2 separate regions of the Zea mays genome follow, and region 2 is linked to region 1. A link is a contact called in public Hi-C data. All regions are on one chromosome and are shown on one strand. Each heading gives the region's core, a stretch centred on a gene start, on an enhancer-like site or on the middle of the called end of the contact. The rest is flanking DNA. Distances are from core to core; before and after follow the strand shown.

Evidence for each region. Hi-C and Micro-C count contacts between places; a contact is called where the count stands out from the background.
Region 2: a Hi-C map of tassel shows a contact between it and region 1, with 1.9 times the contacts expected there. The contact joins the promoter of LOC103646242 here to the promoter of LOC100382635 in region 1. A contact is called at or near these places in 2 of 25 Hi-C or Micro-C datasets (ear and tassel).

Annotation. Positions count from the first base shown.
Region 1 is chr2:31,195,342-31,203,301 of Zm-B73-REFERENCE-NAM-5.0, forward strand. LOC100382635 reads right to left here and starts at 3,271. Exons shown (of 8, transcript NM_001175359.1): 1 at 3,102-3,271; 2 at 2,352-2,477; 3 at 2,090-2,179; 4 at 1,616-1,987; 5 at 1,259-1,507; 6 at 353-736; 7 at 1-222. The coding sequence starts at 3,150.
Region 2 is chr2:31,860,383-31,868,342 of Zm-B73-REFERENCE-NAM-5.0, forward strand. It overlaps LOC103646242 (CLIP-associated protein), which reads left to right and starts at 4,771. Exons shown (of 21, transcript XM_008670969.3): 1 at 4,771-5,374; 2 at 7,737-7,892. The coding sequence starts at 5,039.

The DNA.
Region 1 (7,960 bases), core at 2,021-4,520:
GAGTAGAAATATGATCCATCCCATCTGATGCTTCCTTTGCCAGCCCAAAATCAGCAACCTTGGGGGTGAAATCGTTTTCCAGTAGAACATTGCTAGCCTTGAAATCCCGGTGAATGACATGAGGGTTGGCGTCCTCATGCAGATAGGCTAGTCCCCTTGCTGCGCCGAGGGCTATTTTCATTCTAGTGTCAAAATCAGTCGGGCCATATATTTTATCTGAGCCTGAAACACCAAAACAGAAGTGCACGAATAAGTGATTATTACATGCCTACAAAAAAAAACAGTTATGTTCAAGTTTCTTAAACTGTGCAGGTACTGTTAAGATGCTACGAAAATTAGCGTGCTCAAATACCATGTAGATGAGATTCAACACTTCCGTTTGGAACGAGCTCAAAAACCAAGCACCTTGTGCTCCGCTCAATGCATATACCAATCAGCTTGACAAGGTTGCGGTGATGTAGACGACTTAGCATCTCAACCTCTGCAATGAACTCGCGGTCTCTGTTTTGATGTTTCCTTGTGAGCAATTTGACAGCAACCTCAACACCATCTTCAATTACACCACGATAGACGCGTCCATAACCCCCTTCGCCTATTATTTTGTTGAAGCTGAAGTTTTCTGTGGCCTTCTCAAGCTCAGTTATTGTAAATGTCTTCACGGTGGATGGGCAGGTTCCTATTGTTGAACCAAATGATGCTGCCGAGCTGCTCGTACCAGAGAACGATGACCTCATAGCTGAAACAGAAAAATAAATTCTATTACAAAAAAATAAAGGGACTTTATGTTCAACTAGGGTGTTTTATGCTTCTTTATGCATTGTTGTTCGTGAATTAAATCAAGACAGTGCCCTTAGTGTCCAAGTCAATGCTCTGTGCTCACTGGTCTTTTGATGTGTAAATAGTAACAAGATTGTTGTATCATGACATACTTCAAGGCATCACAAACCAAAGTATTGATAGTGCCTCCACTCACTGGACCAGATAGAGGAACATAAATGAAATAGATATGAAGCAACAAGAAGTTTAAAAACCAAAGTCAAGGACCAGGGTGAGTTCCTGGCAATGGGAAGCAGGAACACAGGAGTGTCAAGTGTGCATCACCTGACCCATATTCTAATTCAGGGCACAGGAGTAGAAAGTACCTCTGTCTAACAAGGTCAAGGGATAACATGTAATTTGCATCTTAATCAATCCAAATGCAAATGACTATAGTTCAATACACAAGTATAGAATAATGTGCGAACTGTCACCAAATTACCTCCTTTTCTAGTGATGGACGAACTTGAAATAGGGCCCATAGCATGAGAATGTTTTAGTCCATTGAATCTCCAAGTGATGCCAATGGCCAAGCACGTCAAAACAAAAACCACAGCTGATAGAGCAATTATGGCAACAGTTTTAGAGTTAATCTTGTGGTGCCTTCTATTGTGTATATTTGCACCAAAAGGGTCCTCATTACTGCTTACTGGACCCAATGATCCAGGAATAGGTACTAAAGAAGCAAGGCCTGTGATATGTGTATGATTAGATAAAGAAAAGAACAAGGATTAGATAAATAAAACAACAAAAACCACTACAGAAGGCTAGTGAAATGAATGTATCAACATCTACGCACCTGGATAATGAACATATGTAGCAACATAATCACCAAAAGTGGATGAGTTTATTGGCACCTTCTTTTGCAAAAATCTGTTGCTAATCAGTAAGGCTGAAGTCCTATCAAATTTCTGGCCTAATGGCACCAAATCAATGGTCACTGTTGTCTTTTCAGGATCTTGAAGACTACTCCCAGCACCCATTATCCGAACTTGACTCTGTTTCAAGAATGTACCTGCTGCCACCTCGATTTCTAATTCATCAATTCTTGGAAACAATTGATACGGCGCCACACCAAGATCAAGCTGAATTTGCATAGGATATACACAACCACAGGGTGAACCAATTGGAGTCGACGTAAGTGGAGCAGAACAAGTTGTTCTGCTGCAATCTGTCAAAACTCAGGCATGAAAAGGTCTTATTATTGTTGATTTCTTCATACTTAACAATAAGATTTGTAATCTATATTGTACAGCTGAGAAGGTAAAAAAACCTTGTCTTTCTGGCGAAAATGATGAAGGTGGTGGGGAAGCATGGTGTCTTCTTCTGTGATGCCTATGCACTGGGTGAGCAATAATGGCGCCTGAGTATCAGAAGGAACAATGATTTGTATGAAGAATGCTAAATAGAGCAAATAGAAAGGTACATGTTGAAAAAATATATTTTCGTTCATGGTGAGAAACTGAGAGTTATATCTGATTGCTACACTTATACCATTCATGTGCACAGACCTCAAAGGGTTTTTTGTGCTTTACCTTCAGGTTGAGGAGAAGGGGCTGGGCCAGGGGCTAGTGCAGGAAAGCGATGCTGGTGGGTTCTACTCCAGAATCCGAATAAGTATGATGCAAGACTTGTTGAGCTTGATGTTCCCAGTTGCACTGCTTTGGATATTCAAACAAGAAACAACAAAAACAAAGTATACAAGTCATGCACCAAACATTGGGTTTCGTTCCCTGCATTTGGAACTGTACAGTCTGTATCCAGTTAAGGCAGCGTAGAGTCCAATGACAATTGACACTTGAACCAGTTGAACGAACTGGCAAAGCCTAAAAATTTCGAACTCCATATGAGACAGAAAACGCTCCGCTCGCACCATACTGTAGCTCTTGTCATATCTACGCACGCTGTTTTAACAACCCAGGAAGTCCTACTCAGGCACGCGGACAACCATGCCAGGAGAGTGAGTTCACCGGCGGCGGCGGCGCCAAAGCCAAAAAGAATCGAAGTGCAGTTTTTTTCAGAAGGAATACCAACTTCTACATGTGAAAGCCTGAGGCATGATTCAGATGCGCTCGGAGGAATCACGAGAGCAACAGCTCCACGGAGCAAAAGGCGAAACCATCTTCTGCCTCGCACAAGACCAGTGGAACTTGCCACGCACGTCATGCCCCGCGATCCCACCGCAAGAACGCAACCCGCACTAGAATTCGCCCCGGCATTGCCACTGGAACCCGAGAAAAACGCAAAGCACTGAGAAGAAACGAGGAGAAATCTCAAGGACGCACCGCAGAGCACGACGAGGAGGAGGAGGAGCGCCGCTCCCCGCGGCGGCATCGCAGGACGTCGCGGGTAGGAGAGGCCCGGCTCAAGGCGACGCCGCCATGTGGACCCCTGGCGGGGGATCCCAGCCGAGCAAATCCGTCTCCTTCCTCGCGCTCTGCTTCCGCAGCGCTGCTGCTCCTTCCTTTCTTTTCTTTTTTTTCCTCGCCAGAGTCCTTTTTGGTTCTTCGCATTGAAGTGAGGCGCTGGTCCCGAAGCAGCATTAATTGGCGGGTGGGAGATACTGCACCGAGACGAGCGAGGTTTTCCTTCCAGACGTGCCTTGTTTTTTTAATACTATTTTTTTTTGGTCCAGGGTGCAGAGTAGACAGACCGCCCAGTTGTTTCTTCTATTCTCACGCTTCTGAACTCTTTTGGAATTTTTTTATTTTTTTTTGAAACAGTTTCTTTGCTACTTTTGGAATTACGTTATGGGGTTTTACTAGTACACTCAGGAAAATCGGATTTTAGATAAATGTGTTAGGCTTTGAATTTTTTTTCTCACAAACCTGTCTTTTTTAGCGAAAAAGGTAAAAAAACGTATCATAAAAAGGTCATGTTTAGTAGAATCCAGCTACTGGGCAACTAATGCCTTCTTGTTTTTAGGGGGTGTTTGGTTAGAGGGACTAAAGATTAGTCTCTAGTTTTTAGTCCCTTTTTTGCCAAACACTAGGACTAAAATATGAACTAAAATGATTTAGTCTTTAGTCCTTCACATAGGTGCTAAAAGAGACTAAAAGCTCATAATTATCATATTGTCCTTACCTTTTTATAGATAACTAATATTATGAGTATATTCTAAGGGTATTTGAGTCTTTGGACAATGTATTTAATGACTTTAGAATCTATTTAGTCTCTAAAACCAAACATATAGGGACTAAAGTTTAGTCCTAGGACCAAAGTTTAGTCCTAGAACTAATTGAAACCAAACATGCCCTTAGTTGTTGTAAGATGGTAGCCTGGCTGCTGGCTCGTATGTGCGGAGTCAGACTGTTTTATGCAAAGGCTAATCAATATATAGTCTTTTGTTTGCTTATTTTCATTAGTGCATTAGGGACCCATACAACTCGTATTTGATTGTTTATAGTAGAACGTGTTTTAAAGAAGAGTATATAAATAAATTTTTAAATATTTTATATCATGTGTAATCTAGTTTTGTTTGTAAAAACATTAAGAACATAAATATGAAATTGGTTCAATGATAAAAACCTTTCAATTAGAAAATATAACGAAAAAGAAATCAAAATGCAATCTAGAAGTACGTGCATGTTGCACGCGCGCGTACCCGCCAGCCATGGCTACTCAGGCTGTTCGCAGTGACATGCTGTAAACCAAATTCTACCCGACATACAGTCAAAAAACATCTGCAGCGGGGCACTGCACACGGGACTGTAAACGTAGAGAGGCCCTGAGGAACTCTATTTACAGCGTACCTACTCTTCTCACTCCAAACATCCTTCTCTCGGTTTGGCTGTACGGGAAGCATGCGAGCAAGTAGCCAGCGCAGCAGATTTTTGCAGCAAGAGAATATAAAGTGAAAAAAAATAATATAATATATGATAGTTGATATAGAGTTGGAATATAGAGTAAATATGACCGCGAAAAATTGTGGTATAGAGTAGAGAATCTTGCTGACTAGGATAGAATATTTCTTTTAGAGTACGAATTTAGAGTAGTATGAGTGCGGCGCCTCAGAAGTCAGAGCCTTATTTTTTTGTATCACGTCCATTAAACCAAATAAACCGTGCTTTAAGGGTATGTTTAGTAGTGCTGCTTCGTTTCAAAAATAAAAAAATAAAAAAATACTGTTATAGGTTGTTTCAACTTAATAAAAAATATGGAAGCTTGACTAAATTTATATAAAAAAATAGCATCCAGAATTATATCTCCGTATAGATTTATTATAAAAAAAATGCATTCCATGATTAATCTAAATAGCTTAGGTCATGGCGTTGCTCGAGCTAGCTGTGGGCCTAACAAAATTTTCACGGGAGGCAAACAAAAACAGCGGTGCCGGTGCTGCCCTGCCCCCGTGCGGCCGGTCTTTGATGCGATGCCAGCCAACGCGGCGCTAACTTGAGAAGAGTGAGCTTAAAGGAAAAGCAGCATAAAGGCCTAGCAGGCCCACCTCATATCCAGTGCAACTCGGCAAAAAAGCTCACAAACTTTTATATTTGCACCACCAAAACGTATATACGCACATGCGTATGCTGGCCAACACACTGATGATTTTTATGGTAGTACAGAATAATAGCATACGAGTAGAAGAAAGAAAGAAAGAAACAGTAGATTTTTTTTTTTAAAAAAAAAGAAGAAAAAAAAACTCGAATTGAATGCAAGGCAGGGTTCCTTCTCCTTCCATGCTGCTTGCTTGCTTTTGTTGCTCTACGGACGCCGTCGGTAGAATAATAATAAACTAATAAACGCCGGCGAGTGGGGTGACTGGTCAGGAGTTACATGATGCTTGCGCTGGTGACAAAACTCGATGGCGCACCTAGGGAGTCGTCGGTTGCGACGGGGGGAAAAAAGGCTACGCGGATTGCCACGGGTGCGATGATCTGATGAGTTGACGCGTTCACGTGCGATTGTTGCGTCCCGCCCCCGGGACGCAACAAGTCCCTGCTTGTTTCGGCCGTTAGTTGCCGTCGAGATGCATCATGCATGCATATATGAACGTGATGATGGTCTTTCGCAGCAGTGCAGTGCAGTGTCGTAGATGGGCCGTGGGCCTGGTTCGGTTGATCGAACCCATGAAAACAATCCAAATGGGTCCCAAATAACGACACCGGCTCATTGGACCTGAAGCATCAGAACCGAAAGGTCGAGAGTTGGACGAGACGTTCTTCGTTCCATTCTTTGTCCGGCGGCCGGGGGGGGGGGGGGGGGGGGGGGGGGGGGGGGGGGGGGAGCACTGGAGACAATAATGATTCCCCCCGTTCTCCGTCCGGGTTACAGTCCCAAAAAACTAAACAGACCCGTAAACACGTCAATTGTGAATGTGATAGTAGCACCCAAATACGTTGATGGCGAGAGCAGCAACACCCCAAGTACGAGACTGCAGAACCAACAAACATCAACAATTTTGGATGGGGATTGAGGAAGGAGGTGGATGAGACGCAACAACAGCGGGACTACGGGACCAATCCAGCTGCAACGTGGTCGTGCCAGTACTAGATCAGCTAACGCCAGTGTTAACTTAAATTTCTTTTTTCGCATGCGTGACAATTATTCTCCGTAATAATTTTTTCATGGATCTAACTTATGAGTCATTTTCATAAACCAACACCAATGATGAATCAATGTTTCTTACTTGGAAACCCAAACAAACACCACTAGCTGGAGACACTCACGTCGGCGTCGCTCATCAACGACGAGAAGAAGCTCGGTGACTGCCAGTTCAACCTCTCGAAGCAGTCCTACGTGGTCGCATGCGCAGCTGTGTACGACAAGCTCCGGCGCAGTCGTCACTTGAACACGGTCTAGAGCGGCTGCACCGCTATCCATCATCAAGCAGGGGGACCTCATGGTTGTCGCCAACGTCGACGACTCTCGGGTTATTCTGGCCGGCACCACATCCGACAACGGCGCCATCACGCCGTCTAGCTTATCGTCCACCTGAAGCCCAACCTACCACGTAAGTCGCTACTGACCGGCCATGAATTCTTGTACGCTGGGATGACGATCGTTGCTGACGTTGCATGAGTATTGAAAGTCGCCTAGAGGGGGGTTGGATAGGCAAAACCTGAAAATTAAAACTTTATCCCCCAACTAGATCCCTCGATTAGTGGTTAGAATAAGATATACAAATATCGGAGAATAAAAACTAAGTTCTTGCTTGTAAAGAATATTGCGCTTAAATAATGCGGAAGTGATAAATCAATACTACTAACAAGTTTATGAGAATAAAGCAAGAAGGCTTAGATAAGAACAGTAATAACACAACTTCTCTCTTGCAATGTGTTGCTTCACTAAATAAGATTTTAACTTAAAGCAACACCAAATAGAATTAGCAAAGAGTAGTGCAAGAGGAACCAAGAAAGGCAAAAGACAAACAAATCACAAGCAATAAGCACACGAGACACGGGTCATTTGTTTTACCGAGGTTCGGCCCTCGAAGGCCTAGTCCCCGTTGAGGAGTCCACTAAGGACGGGTCTTTTTCAACCCTTTCCCTCTCTCCACCGATCACACAAGGATCGGTGAGCTCTTCTTCTTCTCAAGGATCACTCTCGATCCCGCAAGGACCACCACACTCTTTGGTGTCTCTTGCTAGCTTTTACAAGCCTCCAAAACTTTGGAGGAAGTTCAATGGGAGTCAAAACTCCACGCGCAAATGAACACAAAGATATAGTACACACTATCTCTCAATGAATCTCACAAGGCACTAGAGCTAAATCACACGAGAGGCTTTCTTTTGCTTGCTCTCGATTTTGTGGCACTTGTGTGGGTTGTAGTGGTCTAAATCTTGTGTATAGGATGGATCAATGAATATATGTGGTTGGGAGGGCTTGAGTATGTCAACTAGATGACTTGGAATGTTGCTTGGACTCCCACCCCTTGAAGTGGCCGGTTGGGGTGGTATTTATAGCCACCAAACAAAATATGGCCATTGGAGAAGCTTGCTGGCGATGGGCGCACCGGACAGTCCGGTGCGCCGCCATGTCATCCTCCCGTTAGGGCTCGGAGCCGGTCGACCGTTGGAGGCTTCGTCCTCATGCGGCACTGGACAGTCCGGTGCGACACCAGACAGTCCGGTGCCCCTCTGACCGTCTGCTCTGGCATCTGTATTTCACTGTTCACTTTGCAGAGTCGACCGTTGCGCGCAGA
Region 2 (7,960 bases), core at 3,521-6,020, 670 kb after region 1:
GGCTGTCTGTCGATGGGTGCACCGGACAGTCCGGTGCACCACCGGACACTGTTCGGTGCGCCAACCACGTCACCCAACCGTTAGGGTTCGACCGTTGGAGCTCTGACAGCTGGGACCACCGGACAGTCACTGTTCATTGTCTGGTGCGCCTTCTGGCGCCTGCTCTGACTCTGCGCACACTGTCCGCGCACTGTAGCGCTTTTCAGGTTTCCGTTGGAGTCGACCGTTGCGCTGTAACCATTGCTCCGCATGGCACACCGGACAGTCCGGTGCTACACCGGACAGTCCAGTGAATTATAGCGGAGTGACTTTTCCAGAAACCCGATGGTGGCAAGTTCGAGTTGATCCACCCTGGTGCACCGGACACAGTCCGGTGCGCCAGACCAGGGCAGCCTTCGGTTTCTTTTGCTCCTTTCTTTTTGAACCCTATCTTGGATCTTTTCTTGGTTTGTGTTGAACCTTTGGCGCCTGTAGAACTTATATTCTAGAGCAAACTATTTAGTCCAATTATTTGTGTTGGGCAATTCAACCACCAAAATCATTTAGGAAAAAGTTTGACCCTATTTCCCTTTCAGTTTATTCACCAAACTCGATCTCCGCTCTAGGTACCATCAAGTGTGCATTAGGGATGAGCCTCCAGCTCGAAAATTTGCAAGCGCCGTTAAATTTTGCCGTTCTCGGTGATGAGCGAGTTTTGAAAACCGATTTGGTTCTAAATTTAAAAATATATAAGTCAAACTTTGCTCAACAAAACGATTTTTTGAAATATAAAACGAAATTGTGATAACTGGTGCGCATGCACCCCTTACAACATCGAGAAGACGACCTTCATGACGCACCACGACCACTTGGAGTTCCTAGACATGTTGTTCGGTCTTATAAACGCACGAACAACCATTCAGAGCCTCATGGACGCCATGTTGCATTTGTTTCTCTATCAGTTCGTCCTCATGCTCTTTGATGATATTTTAATTTGTAGCTCCTCCTGGTCACTACAACCACAACACATTAAGGTAGTTTTGGACACCCTCCATAACAACTTCTTCTATGTCAGGCGCTCCAAATGTTTGTTTGGAGCCTCGTTGGCACCTACCATGTCCACATCGTCTCTGTTGAGGGGGTGACCATGGATCACGACAGGGTGGAGACAGTGACGGCTTGACCCACGCCCTGCTCGTGCGTGCGACAATTGGGGCTTCCTCGGCCTGGTGAGTTACTATTGCATGTTCACCAAGGACTTTGGGCTCATAGATACCCCCTGACGCGACTCCTACATAGGAGGGGTTCACATAGACACCGACCTGTACTTACTTGCCTCCGACATGCTCTTCATTGTCGAGTGAGACGCCTCAAGGCTAGGTTTGGCGTCGTGCTCCATTAGGGTGTTGGCCTCCTCGCCTTCTTCAACTGACTATTTGACGCTTGCCACGTAAAGACCATGGCATACAAGCGCGAGCTGACCAGCTTCGTGTTGACAGTCTACCACTAGCGACCATATCTTTAAGGTCGCCAATTTGTGATACGAACAAAGAACTACAACCTCAAGTTCTTGCTTGATCGGCAGTTGTTCACAATCCCCTAGCATCAATGGTTCAACAAACTATTTGGGTTCAACTTCACTGTTGAGTTTCGACTAGGGTGCCTCAACACAATGTCATACACCCTATCATGTCATGACACAGAGGAGTGCATAGTGCCAGCCACCTCCAAGCCCTCCTAGTTGCTCGACACCATACGCTGGGAGGTCAACATCGACCCGACATTCGTTAATGCCCACGACCAGATCACCATAGGAGACCTACCCCCTAACACCATGATGGCTCATCCTGCACAACACCAAGATCTTCCTGGTGGCATCCTCCACACGCTTCCTCAGATGCTCCAACTAGCTCACACCGCCAGCCACAAAGGGAAACAAAAGATGCTACACCGCCTTCGTGCCGACTTCCACATCAAACGTGAGCACACCCTGGTGCATGTATTCGTCCATGCATGCACTATGTGTCAACACAACAAACATAGACCATCCACTCATTCAGGCTGATCCAACCTTTGGATGTGTTGTCCTAGGTGTGGGTGGACATCCTCTCTTAATTTCACTTAGGGCCTTCTGCAGGTGCACGACAAATCAGTCATCTAACCGTCATAGATTGCTTCTATGAATACACCCATTTCATTCCCTTGGACCACCCCTATACGTTGTCCTCCGTTGCACATGCATTCTTGATCGATATTATATGTCTCCACGACTTCCCGATCTCCATCATCAACAACCACGACCCCATATTTACCAACAATGTGTGGTGTGACCTCTTTCGCCTTGCAGGCATCAAGCTACGCATGAGCACCACATGCCACCCCATATAGACGATCAGTTCGAGGTCATCAACAAGGTCATCGCCATGTAACTTCGCTACATCACCGACGATCGCCACGTGCATGGGTGGAGTAGCTACATTGGGGTGGAATACTGCTACAATACAACCTTCCACCCAGCCTTGCACACCACTCCCTTTAAGGTCGTCTATGGTCGCGACTCGCGACACATCGACGTTCATCTCTTATACTGCAGGCAACACATAGACGCTGACGCCGGAGGACATGCTCCGACAACGTGGCACATTTCTCACTGAGGTTCGGGACCAACTACTTCAAGCACAAGCCTACGCTAAACCGTGTCTACGACGACGACCACCACACCTTAGAGTTCTCTGTCGGTGACTGCAGACTGGTTTGGTTGCGTCTCCTACACCGGTAGGCGGTGTTGCTCATACCGCGCCAAAACATTAAGCTGGGGCCATGCTATGCCAACCCGTTCAAGGCGGTGGGGCCCATCGGGGAGGCCGCCTACTGTCTGTAGCTCCGGACCAACACACACATTCACAATGTCTTTCACATGGGTCTCGTCAAGCCATTCCATGGCACGCAACCAGATGAAATCTCCCCCATGGAGCAGGGTCGACTATTGCCAAACTCCTATAATGTCCTCAAGGCCTAGGTACGACGTGGCACATTTTGCATGTTTTGGTGCACTGGGCGGGGCTGAGCGAGTCCGACGCTACTTGGAAACTGGTCGACAGTTTTCGCCATTCTTACCCTAAAGTTTAGCTTGAGGACGAGCTGTTTTCAAAGAACGAGGCGGATGTTATGACCGACATCACCTACCAAAGGAGACGTCCTTAATAGAATTAAGTTTGCTAGAGAGTTTATTAGAGTTAGTTAGCAACATATTGTCCACAAATTGGTTTGTTAGCAGTTCGGTTGACATTTTTATCCAGATTAAAGGGTTGTTAGGATGGCTATAATAAGTAGACATGCTGAATAAAGAAAACAGGCAAGCAAATCGTCACTGGACTTCTGTCCACCATACAAGCTTTGGGAACAGCATCTCTACCAACCTCATCGTATTTTGTTGCCGGTATGTTTTTCCGATGTTGCTTTCGAAGACATTTTACTAAACTCTTTCCCTGAAGTCCTGTATCGGTATGATTTCGAGTGCTCCGTTGATCCATTCAATGTTTTAGCTGTTTCTGCATTTCCTAAATTCTTTTTATGAAAGAAGGCATTTGATTTCTCGCGCTGTGAGCCCACCTAGAGCCTAGAGGCAGGCATGAGCAGCCTGGTCCATATACCAAAAAAAAAAAATGTCTCTCGAGTGCTCACCTATGGATCGATGGCGCGCGACAGCACGAGTGCCCCATACTAGCAAAAAAGGCGGGAGGCGATGAGAGATGAGATGATGGCCGGCTCTCGCCCTCTTTTCTGTCAGGCTCCAGAAGATTATCATTGTTCATGGACAAGGCTAAGCACCCAATAAGCGACGAATGGAAAGCGTTCTCATTCTTCCTTCAAGCCGTCGTAAGCTTTCAGCAAAGGATTTGGATGATGTACTACTAGTAACCCAAGATGTAGTTGTGCTAGTAACCCAAGATTTGTCTGCGTACTGCAGGCACTAGCAGCGCGAAGAAAATACGGCGTACGGGTACGATGGCCGTGCATAATCCGTGAGTTGTGGATGGATTATGATGATCAGTCTGGCGCTAATCGCCGGATCGGTTGAGGCGTAACGTCGCCGCAGTTGGTTGGTGCTGGTGCGAGTGCGCACATCATCCGGCTGGCATGGCTACGCGGAGACAAGTGCAGCAGCGTTCGGACAGTCGGACGGATGCCTACCAGCCGCCGGAACTGAAATTGCCTCGTCTCCCTTGGTCGCCGTATCTGATGGGTACGAGATATCACCATGACGTGGCGTCATGCTCTCATTAGCACACTTCTCTTTCAGATTAATGTAATAAATGGTATACCAGTGCATAGTTCTTCAGATTTCTCAGATACATATTAGGTGTACATCAGTTGTGGCTGAAGTCCAGCTGCCGTAACAATACCACTCAGGCCTGGAAATGGAATGATGCTGCACTCGGAGTCTCGAACGAACCAGCAGCTGCAGGGGACAGGCAGGCCACCCGCATCACGGGTGGTGGAAATGATTTGGAATGGATTGCCATCTCCTCCCACGCCTTCTTTACCTTGCATGACAAGGGTATGGATGGATTATTGTTTGTTTCAAGCCATTCCAATCCAGAAGAGAAACTGGCAGCTCAGACTGTGGAGAAAAGGAAAAACAAACCGTTTAAAATACGTCCAAAATTTCCACGCGCCACCAGCTTTTGGCGCAGTTTCCTTCTGCCCAGCCAGCGGTGTCCACAGTCCACCGTTCCGGTCTCCCGGAGCCACAGTCCAGAATCCAGAGTCCAGTTCATACGGAAGGCTTGTACGCAAAGGCCTCTCGGGTGCAAAGGATACAAAACATCAGGGGGCTAACTGCACAAAATCCACCAAAAGCCCCAGCCCCCAACCACCCTGCATCTGGTGTTCGTCTCGCTGTGTGCGCTCTCTGTCACTCCCCCACGGCCCACCTCACCCCTCCCGCCCCCTCCCTCCTCAGATCCGGCCATCTCCTGCCCGCCTCGCCGCCGGTCCCGCGGCCCGGAACCCTAAAGCTCACCCCCGTGGCGGTGCCCCCGGTCGCGTGGGGAGAATGGAGGCGGCGCTGGAGGCGGCGCGCGCCAAGGACACCAAGGAGCGCCTGGCCGGGGTCGAGCGGCTGCACGAGGCGCTCGACGCCGCGGCGCGCCGCGGGCTGACCGCGGCCGAGGTCACCGCGCTCGTGGACACCTGCATGGATCTGACGCGGGACGCCAACTTCCGCATCGCCCAGGGCGGCCTCCAGGCGCTCTCCGCCGCCGCCGTCGTCGCCGGCGACCACTTCAAGATCCATCTCAACGCCCTCGTCCCGGCCGCCGTCGAACGCCTCGGCGACGGCAAGCAGCCCGTTCGCGACGCCGCGCGGCAGCTCCTCATTACTCTGATGGAGGTGAGCTTCCTTTCGTCGCCGTTCTGAGCGGCCTGTCGTCTCTCCCCCGGAAATGCATGTAGCTGGGGAGCTAGGTTAAGTTATGAATTTGTGCTAAGAGGTCGAGCTGGTACAGGTTGGAGATTTGGGGCTTGTTTTTTTTAGGTAGGTTGGGTGGGGTGGGGCACGGTAGATGTACAAGTTGCATGGTTGTGCTCAAGCGAGAAATCCAAAGGTCTATTCGGCTGACCATGATAGTTTGATAGGCATAACATTTAAATGGATCAACGGGCTATATGTTTGTAGGAATCGTGTGCTCTTGGGCTCGACTATTGTTCCTAAGGTGAACATCCAGTGGCATATCTTTTGTTCTCCTGTGATTTTGGTTATAGCAAACAAAGATAAAATTGGGATTCAAGTAAATTCTTAGCTGCTTCCCTGTATGCAATCTGATATTTGGGCATCTAAAGTTATTGCAGTATAAATTGTATACTATTTTTGTACTATTTTTACCTGTCAATGCTTTATTGCAGTATATTAACTAATATGATACTGTCGGAGAGAAAACTCCAGCCGGGTGGCTTAATGCACCCGCCTAATCCTGTGAACTAGGGGGAGCCTAGGGATTTGCCTGACCAGTTGGATGAACTTGAGAACACCAGGGTTAGAGTGGTTCGGACCGCCGGAGCGTAATACCCTACATCCACTGTGAGTTGTATTGCATGAGGAATGGGAGTCTGCGTGTGTCCAAGGGTCTCCGAGGGAGTCTGTCCTTGTAACGTTATGTGCCCTTCCTTTTATAGCCCAAGGGGGGCACATACAAGAAAGTTGAGCTCCGACAGGCGGGTCCAGGAATATAGTAATAAAAACATACTACATGGAACAATTGATGTCGTCGGCGGACAGAGATCTTCTCTTGGTCACCGTGCAGATTTCTTGACCAACCTTTCCTTCGCCCTGTCTTGTTAGCGTATGGGCGAAGGCTCTGGTATGGGTTGCAACGTAGATTGGCACGCTGACGTGCGTAGGAGTGTGCGTAGTTGCCTGTGATGTCACATCCGACCGGTCACTGTAACTGACAGTCTGACACAATACCCGATCGAACGACGCTTCATGATGGTGTCTCCCACGCGCGTAGCACATCGGCCTCGGTAACGCGCGGAGCTTTGAGCGGGCATTTAATGCGCGCGGCGTTGCCATGCTACAGTGCGCCTCGGTAATGCGCGGGGCGGTTACAGAGACCTGTCACAAGCCTGCCAATGCCCCGCGCTTGGTCAGAGCACGCCTTGGCCGCCTTGCATTTAATGCGGGTTGAGGCCTTGCTTCCATGCGCCCAACTAGGGCTGGAAAAAAGCTCGAGGCTCGCGAGCCGGCTCAAGCTCAAGGCGGCTCGGCTCGGAGCGACTCGCGAGCCTCGTGTTCGAGCTCGCTGGTCCACCGAGCCGAGCCAGCTCGTTTTGGCCCGCGAGCTGTGCCAAATTAATCAAACTATACAATAATGATGGATAATGAATAATTTTACTTATAATGTTGTATGATGATTATATTTTTCACATTTATATACTATTAAATCATTATATAATGTAATATTATTTATTAAGGTCCAGCTCGCGAGCCGAGCCAAGCCTCCTTTCAGCTCGTTGTGTGAACGAGCCGAGCTCGGTCTGTCAACGAGCCGCGCCGAGCCGAGTCGAGCTCGGCTTGGCTCGTTTCCAACCCTACACCCAGCGCCACGTGGTGTCATTGGGCCCTCTGCATGGGTTCGTAGTAGGGCCAGGGGCATGTTCTTCCCTGGGGCATGTTCGGGGTCCAGTTTGTATACGTGGAGGTCTTGGACCTTCTAGGGGGTCCGGATTGCGTACATGGGGGTCTGGGACCCACCCATATGGGGCTCCAGACTCGGTGAAGTCCTTGAGCATATCGCCTCCCTGGACACGTGGTGACACTGAACCTACTCATAAGGCGGGGACATGCGCCGTTCTGGAATCAGAGTGGTTGGCCGAGGCGAGTAGCTTTCGGAGCGTCGCCTAAGACGCCCTCGGGCGGATCGGAAATGCGCTTCTCGCCCAAGGTTGGAGTGGGCGAGTCGGGAGGCCAGCCTCGGGCGAGTCGCGACTGCGTCTCTCCTTCGGGGTTGGCCTCGGGCGAGTCGTGACTTGGGTCGAGCTACTGAGTTCCTTAGCTCACGATTAGAGATAACCGTGTGGGTACTGCATTTTGATACAATAGTAAGGGGTACCCCAGTTCTGTGGTACCGACAAATACTATTCTTAAACCATGTTACATATGTACTTTCGTCCTTTGATTATCAAAGCATTCAAGCCTAGATGTTTGCTTGTTTTAAAGTTATCGTCTTGAAATATTTTGTTTTTGTCCAACTCAGGTTTCTTCACCAACAATCATAGTTGAAAGAGCTGGTAGTTATGCATGGACTCATAAGAGTTGGAGGGTGCGGGAAGAGTTTGTACGTACGGTGGCAACTGCAATTGGGCTATTTGCTTCTACTGAGATTTCCTTGCAACGGGTTTTGCTTTCACCTGTAAGCCAACACTACACTTTCAGATGGTTGTCGTTTATTCTTTTGTTCTCCAAATTTATAAGCCCTAA